2 separate regions of the Oryctolagus cuniculus genome follow, and region 1 is linked to region 2. The links are chromatin contacts, called in public Micro-C maps. All regions are on one chromosome and are shown on one strand. Each heading gives the region's core, a stretch centred on a gene start, on an enhancer-like site or on the middle of the called end of the contact. The rest is flanking DNA. Distances are from core to core; before and after follow the strand shown. Region 1 holds the start of PSMA1 (proteasome 20S subunit alpha 1). Region 2 holds the start of CYP2R1 (cytochrome P450 family 2 subfamily R member 1).

Region 1 (4,660 bases), core at 1,975-4,474, 360 kb before region 2:
ACCCAGTATTGAGCTTTGCAAAAAATAAATGTTTAAAAAATATTGGTGTATTTAAAAGGAAAGGTGGGGGCCAGTGCTGTGGCACAGTGGGCTAAGCCTCCACCTGTGGTGCAGGCATCCTATATGGGCAACCGATTTCAGTCCTGGCTGTTCCACTTCTGATTAGCTCTCTGCTATGGCCTGGGAAGGCAGTGGAAGATGGCCCAAGTCCTTGGGCCCCTGTACCCACATGGGAGACCCAGAGGAAGCTCCTGGCTCCTGGCTTTGGATCGGCTCAGCTTTGGCCATTGCAGCCATTTGGGGAATGAACCAGCGATGGAAGACTTCTTTCTCTCTGCCTTTCAAACCAATCAATCAATCAATCAATCTTAAAAAAAAAAAAAAAAAAAGACGAAAAAAGCAAAGGTGGTATAGCTCATTCTTAAAAATGATACAAAAGTGTCAAGTGTTTCTTAGACATAACAGAGTCTCAAACAACACATGTTACTTTAAGTTATCACATTATTTGATGACTTCTCAAGTCTTAGTACCAGTATGTTGAATTCTATTAGTTACTATTACAAGAACCAGGATATGGAATATTCAGAAACTAACCCAATCCATTAAGATAGTCATAATATTAACTTATAAACATTCTGGCAGACAACTTCCCAACATAGTTTACCTCAGTCTTTTCATGATAAGTAAACAATTATGAGTCAGGGGCCAGTGCTGTGGTGCAGTGAGTTAAGGCCCTGGCCTGCAGTGCTGGCATCCCATATGGGCACTGGTTCAAGTTCTGGCTGCCCCACTTCCAGTCCAGCTCTCTGCTATGGCCTGGGAAAGCAGCAGACAATGGCCCAGGTCCTTGGGCCCCTACACCCATGTGGGAGAAGCTCCTGGATCCTGGCTTCAGATTGGCTCAGCTCTGGCTGTTGTGTCCATTTGACTAGTGAACCAACAGATGGAAGACTTCTCTTTTTGTCTCTACCTCTCTCTGTAACTCTTTCAGATAAATAAAATAAATCTTTAAAAAATATTATGAATCAGAGATGTTTGTTTTTCAAAATCATACTCACCATAACAGCCTAGCATCAGCAGTAAGCCCCGCAATTGAAATACCAATATGGTTGTCAACATGGAGAATTTTTTTCTGATGAGCTGCAAGCTCTGACTGTGCCCTCTAAATAGACATCATAAAAGATAAAAATAAGTTTAAAACTTTACTGCCTACACAGTGAAATTTTCATTTGATAATTTTGCTTTCTAAAGGAAGATATATTTATTGCTTTATTTACCTTCAATGCAACCAACACTGCATGGGTTTTTGATTTCAGACCAACTGTGGCTGAACCTTGCTTAACAGCTTCCATTGCATATTCAATTTGATGAATCCTGCCCTAAAGGGAAAAAAAACACATGTCTTAGAGTCACCTTAGAAGAGTTTCACAAATTAAGAATTAAGAGTCCTCAAACCTCAAGAGCACTGTTAAATCTCAAATGACTTTTTTTAAAACCAGAAAATGTATTGAATTATAAATTTAAGTTATGGGAGTGTCTAAAATGAATATATCCCATTTTCTCACAGTCTACAATCACACAACCTTCTAAACATATTGCAGCCATGAAAAAGCTCTTGAATGGAATAGTATGAAACATTATCTTACCTGAGGACTCCAAACAGTGACATCATTGTCATACTGGTTACGAAACTGAAAGTAAAAAAAAAGATCAAATTATTGTCAGAACCCTCCTCTTAATATTAAGAAATGTGTGATTTCATTACACATTAAAGTAACTGTTAAGGCAAACTCACTGGAAGATTACTACTATACTCAGTGGCAAGCCAAGTCTACAATTTCTATGAGCTGGGGAGGAAGGAACAGCTCTAAATGGGTCTCATCTTTCCAACTTTCTACCCAGCCACTCTCCATAGCGCTCCCTTTGGGTTCAACTATTGAAGTTTATATGCATCAAACTTTTTCTTTAAATGAGCTCAAATGTCTATCTCTTGAATTCTTCTCCCAAAACCCTCACAGCACGAAGTCCCACAGCTCTGTACACATCCTTTTCTATCTTAAAATTAAGGTTAGGGATATGTCTGATTATCTTTGAGCCTCCCCTGTACTTGCACTTTTGTACACATAAAATTTTTCTTTGTTACTTTGGGCTAGATACGAATAACTACGATACACTACTGTTTTAGACAATCTTCAAAAAGGCCTTTCACTACTTGGCAGAACAATCACAGGGGAGAGCGGACTGAACGCTGGACTCTTTGGCGTGGGACTTGAAGCCCACAGAACTACATTATAATCCTGAGTCCATCATTTCCCCTTTCAGGATAAGTTCACTCATTTGCAATCAGGTGACTGGACAAAGTGAAAGAGACCTTTTCTGATCGCGCCCTAGGGGGCTGATAAGTCGGACGGACCCACCAAGGAAAGGGACGCGATCTAAGGACACACACCCTGGGTCTAGACCGCCCCGGCGGTACAAGGCCGCCTCCGAGTCAAGTCCCGTCTCTCTATCGTCCAGAGCACGAGGGATCGTTTTGGACCTCTGGGAATCTACTCCGGTGAGGGAACTCGAGAGGCGGACTCGACCACTTCATCGAGGCCTTGAGAATAGCGAAATGCGCCGTGAGGAAAAGGCTGCACCGGCTACCGACCGCAGCTCGCCAGGCCAGGCCGGAGATGCTGAATCACTGCCGGAGCCCTCCCGCAGACTGGGGTTCCCATGCCCCGTGGCCTCGGGCCGCTCTAAGAACGGCAGGAGAATTGGTTCGCCATCCCCAAGTCACTGGGACCTCTGCCCTAAACCTTCGAAGGATCGGGACCCAACGCACCATGGTTCCGTCGCCGGCCTGGCTGCAGGACTCCTAGCGAAGGTGCGGAGTAAGGAACGCAGCCGAAACTACCGCTCGGCGATCTACAGAAAAGGCTGCGGGGTTTTGACGGCGGCAGCGCAGGGTAGATCAGTCTATTCCGGAGCTATCGATAGGTTTCCAGCGCTTCCTCGCGCCCTCCTGCGTGGGCGGGGCCCTGGGAGAAGGAGGAACTGAGATTGGCGGGAAACGTAGGCCCCGGAGTGCAGGCAGTGGCTAAACAGCAGCTCGTAGCCCGTCCTGGAGTCTCAGGTTCATCGTCCTCAGAGATTTGAGCTGTGTGTGTCTGAGAAGAACGAGGCTTCAGGAAAGGCCACAGAATAACGCCTGTTTATGTGTGTCAGCCATACTCTTCCTCGAGTATCTTGCTGGTGTGCGTTCTTTGCTTTGCACTTATGAATCCTCTGCCTTCCTTAAATCTCTTCTTCGAAGACCCTGATACCAGCAGCCCTTCATTTTTTATCACTGTTGTTTTCCTCCTCCGGACTTTGAACTACTGTCTTTCCATGCCCTCAGAACCAAGCAGACACCCGATAGATTAGATTAGGCCGCTGAGAATAAAAGGACTTTTTCTTCTGAATTATCTATTTTCTTTTCGAAAGGATCTTCTGGCAAATCCCCAAATGAACTAGTTTGAGACAGCTCTGAGCATAGCTGCCAATAACACCTACCAACTGGTAATTCTCTTTTTAAAGAAGAGGTGAGTGCCTAGATTAAGGTGACATTGGAGCTGAAAGCATCCCTTCGGGATGAGAGTTTTGCATGTACAAGAACTGGCTCAGGTGGTGTGGTCAGGTTCGCAGCAGTGTAGAATCACACTGTTTAGAAACCTTTGCATGTATGTGTTTGAACGCTTTCTTGTCTTCAACATTTTGCAGGTCAAACAAAGATGCCCTGGTATTCTGCATTCTGAACATATATTTACCCAGATCCCTATTGTTTGATATTTAGGTCCTTCCAAATAACTCACGAACTGTTTCCTATATATGTTTAACATCCATATTCTTTTCTTTTGAGTCAGTTCTAGGAAATGGAATTACAGGTTCAAATGAAATGTATAATTTTAAGGCTTTTCATGAAAAGAGCTAAATTGGCTTTTAGAAAAGTTTTACTGTTAGGTCCTCAACTGTAGTATATGGGGTTGCCCCCCTCAAATTTGCAACAATGGTTATTGTCATTTTTAAAGTAACAGATTAAATTAATAGTTCATCTTTTTGATGTACACATTCCTAGCATGTATGAAGTGCTTAATAAATATTGGCGAAGGGAATAAAGAATGTTGAATGAGTGACTAAATGCCCATTTAAAAATTGTCATGTAACATATTTATGGTTATGTGTTGCATACAAATCTGTCAGTTCTTTTACATATAAAATTATATTAAACTATTTTTAATACTATTAAAAAGTTATAGCCATTTTGTTTTCATAAATATTTCTGAAATATTTATGAAATGTCTATTATATTTTCAGTAGTTGTATAGTGTTCTATTGTGTGGAAATGAGATAATTTACCTTACTATTGGTGAGCAATTAGATTCTTTCCAAATTTTTGCTATTATAAAAATACCATAATGATGATTATACATTATTTGGTGTACTTTCCTGATTACCTCCTTATGATGAATTCATAGAAGTAGAATTGTGGGGTCAGAGGGAATGCACATTTGTAGTTAAGATTTATATGGCTAAGTTGCAAAAAAATATTATATCTGTTTACATTCTACAGTGCCTGAGAATCCTCTTTCATTGTACCCTCACCAACATTGGATATTGTGAGTACACTGTGCAGTTA
Region 2 (4,357 bases), core at 1,035-3,534:
GCACACATATAAAATTATAAAGACAATGGAAAAATAAGATTCTATTTACAAACATGTCCTGTAAACTTTTCACAGCTTCCAAAAATATAGGTGGTAATATTCTCCTTCTACCTCAACAAAAGGTATGGTATTTTACAACTTATATAAACTTTGAGGTTTTGGCAGAATTGGGAAATATCTCCAAGATAACAGAAGACTTTTAGGGTTGCTTCATAATCAGGGTAAGGATCAAATGCTTCTGTAGCTTAAAGAGTTAATATTTGGGGACCAGCATTGTGGCCCAAGGGATAAAGCTGCCACCTGCAAGGCTAGCATTCCACATGGGCACTGACCCGTGTCCTGGTTGCTCCACTTCCAGTTCAGCTCCCTGCAAATGACCTGAGAAAAGCAGCAGAAGATGGTGCACGTGCTGGGCCCCTGCCACCCATGTGGAAGACCCAGATGAAGCTCCACGTGGGTGGCAGAGGCCCAAGCACATGGACCATCTTCTGCTTTCCCAGGTGCTTTAGCAGGAAGCTGGATCTGAAGTAGAGCAGCCAGGACTTGAACTGATGCCCATTTGGGATGGTGGCACTGCAGGTGTTGGCCTTATCCACTATACCACAGTGCTGGCCCCTAAATAAATCTTTAAAAAAAGTTAATGTTTGCTGGTTATCAAATTTAACTGTAAGGTAGAGTCAGGCAAACACTGGCTACTCTTCAATGTGTAAATAGTTTCAATTTTTCTAAGAATTATTTCAGGTTTCTACAGTTCAACAGTGATTTGCATTACTAAAGGGAACCTGGTTTAATATATTTGATCTCTTTGATTTGTTATGTTTCCACATCTTGTGATTTCTCCATAATATCATGCTGCTTTGTGACAAACATATCAAAGAGATCAAATATATTAAACAGAAATCATGGAAATAAACTCTGGAGAATGGGGGAGGGTAGATAAAACTTAAGAATTATATATATTTTCTTGATCGATGTCCAGGTTCCCTTTAGCAATGCCAACCACTATTGAGCTGCAGAAGCCTGAAATAATTCTTAGACAAATTGATTTAAGTAAGGATTTAAGCACTAACCTGAAATATAATTGCCATACAGCCTTTAACCACAGTTTATCGCTGGAATTCGTTTTCTCTCTCCCTCTGGACTGTTAACTCCCTTCTGGACACTTCGGCCTTTTGAGATAAGGGCACCCTTCCAAACACAAGCACTGTGTTCCTGTCTTTTTCGGGGTGGGGGGTGTCATTCAGTTTTTCTATGTGAAAATGGGGAAAACTTGAAACACCTACCTCACCAGGTGGCTGTGAGATTTAAATGAGTCAACAAGTTGTTCGAGAGAGCAGCACACAGGTGGCACCTTATAAGTACATGCTCTAAGGGCGTTCCTGGCCAATCTGAACCTCGCTCACGCAGGGCTGCAGGGCTCCCGCGCTGTTTTGCGTCATTAGTTCTACGCACGCTTTTCCTATTAACCACAGCCCGCTTCTTGGCGGGACGTTCACTCCATTCTACTTTGAATCCTCACAGCAAACGCTTACACCACTTGTTAGTCAATAGCAAGCCTCGAAGAACCTCCCATAACCATTAACTATAACCAGGCCCCAGAATTCAGGCTGCCGCTACTTTTTGCTCAAGCCAAGCAGTGAACTCTAACCTGCGGGCGATCAAGGCCCGCAGCCTGCGCCCGGCCTACCCGAGAACCACACTGCGCAGGCCCGGGAGCTCCGGGGCGCCGAGCGCGCGCTCCCCTCCGAAGCGAGGAACCCCGGCCCGGATCGCCTCAGAGCGCAGGCTGGAGTGGGGCGGCCCATTGGTGGAGGGGGTGGGCGAAGTGAGCGGGTTTTCCTCAGCAGAAGTTGCCAGCACACAGAAATCTCGGCTCCTCGAACCGGAACTGGCCTCCAGTCCAACCTACAGGGAGACCCAAGCCAGCCCGGAGGCCAGGACGGCGGCCCTCCCTGCTCGCGGCCCGGCGGTCGGGGCTGTACCTCGCCGTACACTTGGCTCTGCTTTCTCATGTAGACATGGGGAAGGTCGGCTGAGGCGGCCAGGGAGTAGATGTTGCCGATAAACGGTAGCCCCGGAGGCCCCGGGGGAAAGCCCACCGGCCGCCTCCGCTTCAGCAGCTGGCGTCCCCACAGTGCAAAGAGCAGTAGGAAGAGCGCGCCGCCCAGCGCCGCCGCGCACTCCTCAGCTCCCGAAGTTTCCCGCATCGGTCCGAGTTGGGGCCGCGTTCCCCTCTGTCAGGCTGGGACGGGGACGACCCCTTCAATCTTGCCACGTTCTCATTGGCCCAATTTCCTGAGGTACCGCCCTTGCTCCATGGCCATTGGTTACCTGAGTGTAGGGCGGTCCCCAGGGCAGCTACCGCATGGCTTTGCCCACTCAACTGCTTTCCGACCCTTTGGATTTGGCGGGGTTTAGGGGGAACCAAGCTGGCAGGACAACCTTCAAGGTTGGCACCAGGGCGTTGAGAACGCAATCACTGGAAGAATCCTGCCTGCCTCCTTGGATGGCCAGCCCTTTCTGAAGGAATCTTTCTAGTGTCAGGTCTACTTATTAAAGACTAGGAAAACTGAACTTCTGTGGGCTTTAGCTGAGCCTGATAATTTTCAGAATTTCCTTCCATTAGAGAGTGCACGCCTGTTCTGCTTTACTTACTCATCTATTTCTTTCCTCATGTTATGAGGCATTTTTGTTGCTGATCCTTTAAGAATTTTCATGAGTAAGCAATTGTTATGCAATTAACTCAGGTAACTTGTGTTTTCACTTCTCTGGTCCTGCCAAACTGGTTGCTGATTGGTAGTCACAGAGGTCTGTGTACGCTGCAGTTGCTCAGGGATAGTACTTAAGCTTTCTACCTATACTACCTAGAATTAAACAACCAATATTTCATATTATTCTTATCATTTCAGTTTCTGTTCTGTTTTTAATCAACACAGAACCTACAGAACTTGGGACTCTCTAAAAGCTGCCCTGTAATTATGATTTAACGTTGGTGGGAATTTTGTGGTCCTCATTAGCCTAGCTTTCATGAATACAGCACTTAGGCAGGTGTTAGGAAGGTGTCGTAAGCACTGAGATAGAGAGGTAAATAAGAGCAACAAAGCCCCTACAGGGTATATTTTATAGAGTCTCCACTTACAGAATAGCTACCGACTGCTTATTACAAATGCCTTATCTGTTATCCTTAGAGAGTCCTTAAAGTTCTTATTAATCGATTGTGAGAAACAACCTCACCCGTCCACTCAAAGGATGGATTCAGACAGGAAGTTCACCAAAGTGAGACTTTATTAATTATCTCACAAGACTGGGTGCCTAGTGGCCCAGCACACCCAGGGGTGGTTTATAGCAAGCTGTTCATTTTCTAGCACGCAGGTCTCTCCCCCTGTTCCTCACTGGCTGAGTAACTGTGGGGTTATGCTCTTGCCTGCATTTGTTTCAGCTGTTTTGGCCACTAACATCCTGTTTGCCTAAGAACTTTCAGATGCATGTAACCCAGATTTTAGCTAGTTACTTGTCTGCAAGCTCTTATGCCAGTTTGTTGTCTTCTCAGATTTAAAACCTTTGAAAATGAACCCAATGTTTATTTCTCACATCAATCAAGAAACTACTATCAGAATGGAAAAACAATAGTACAGGTTATTGCTAAACTTAGTCTCTACTGTTATAATGGCAGATGTGGGACCAGGATGCTGATGCCCAGGAATGGGGAGTATCACCGGCCAGACATGTGAGGTCAACCTTGCCTTCTCTGACATCATCAGGTTTGCAGAATCTGGCCTGACCACAGCAGTTATACAATACAGGCCCTCAATTCAGGAATGGCCACTTTCTGTCTTTTCAAAAAAGGTTCATTTTCATTCCAAAAATGTCATCTAATTAATTTAAAGGACCTCCCTTCTTTGGTGTTCTTTCCTTGGCAACATTAGCATAGGAAAGCTCAGAGTTGCCCCTCCCTCAGCCCCTGTCCGGCTAACAGCACTGTTGAGATGTGCTTCCTTGTCCATTAGGGGATATTTGGGTGGGGGTGGGTTTCTCAGGAATAACTAGACATCTTCAGAACACAGCTTTCCCAGTAACTATTCCTCATATTCATAGTGCTCAGCAAAGGGAAATAGTTGCTTGTGGTCCCTGTCCTTGCATTTACCCTTTCAGTGGTAGAAACTGATCAATAACATGTATTTGTGGCTTCTATAACTACAGGGATGTTTGCAGGAACCAGATGTAAAGGATTTCACTGTTTCATGCCAGAAACCCCATTTTCAGTATGCAAGATGGAATAGGTAAATAGCCTGTACAGGCATGTGCCATTTCTGTGTGTATGGTCATGGATTCAACAGGCAACAGTGCAGTTATGCTC

Evidence for each region. A called contact is a pair of places that touch in the nucleus more often than the background predicts.
Region 1: a contact with region 2 is called in a Micro-C map of ear pinna, with 4 times the contacts expected there. The contact joins the promoter of PSMA1 here to the promoter of CYP2R1 in region 2. A contact is called at or near these places in 2 of 6 Hi-C or Micro-C datasets (ear pinna and an unstated tissue).

Annotation. Positions count from the first base shown.
Region 1 is chr1:51,702,802-51,707,461 of mOryCun1.1, reverse strand. PSMA1 (proteasome 20S subunit alpha 1) reads right to left here and starts at 3,224. Exons shown (of 10, transcript XM_002708826.5): 1 at 2,828-3,224; 2 at 1,647-1,691; 3 at 1,278-1,379; 4 at 1,059-1,162. The coding sequence starts at 2,830. LOC127492353 (a long non-coding RNA gene) reads left to right here and starts at 2,981. Exons shown (of 3, transcript XR_011388330.1): 1 at 2,981-3,118; 2 at 3,469-3,566; 3 at 4,595-4,660.
Region 2 is chr1:51,342,431-51,346,787 of mOryCun1.1, reverse strand. It overlaps CYP2R1 (cytochrome P450 family 2 subfamily R member 1), which reads right to left and starts at 2,284. Exons shown (of 5, transcript XM_002708828.5): 1 at 1,983-2,284. The coding sequence starts at 2,207.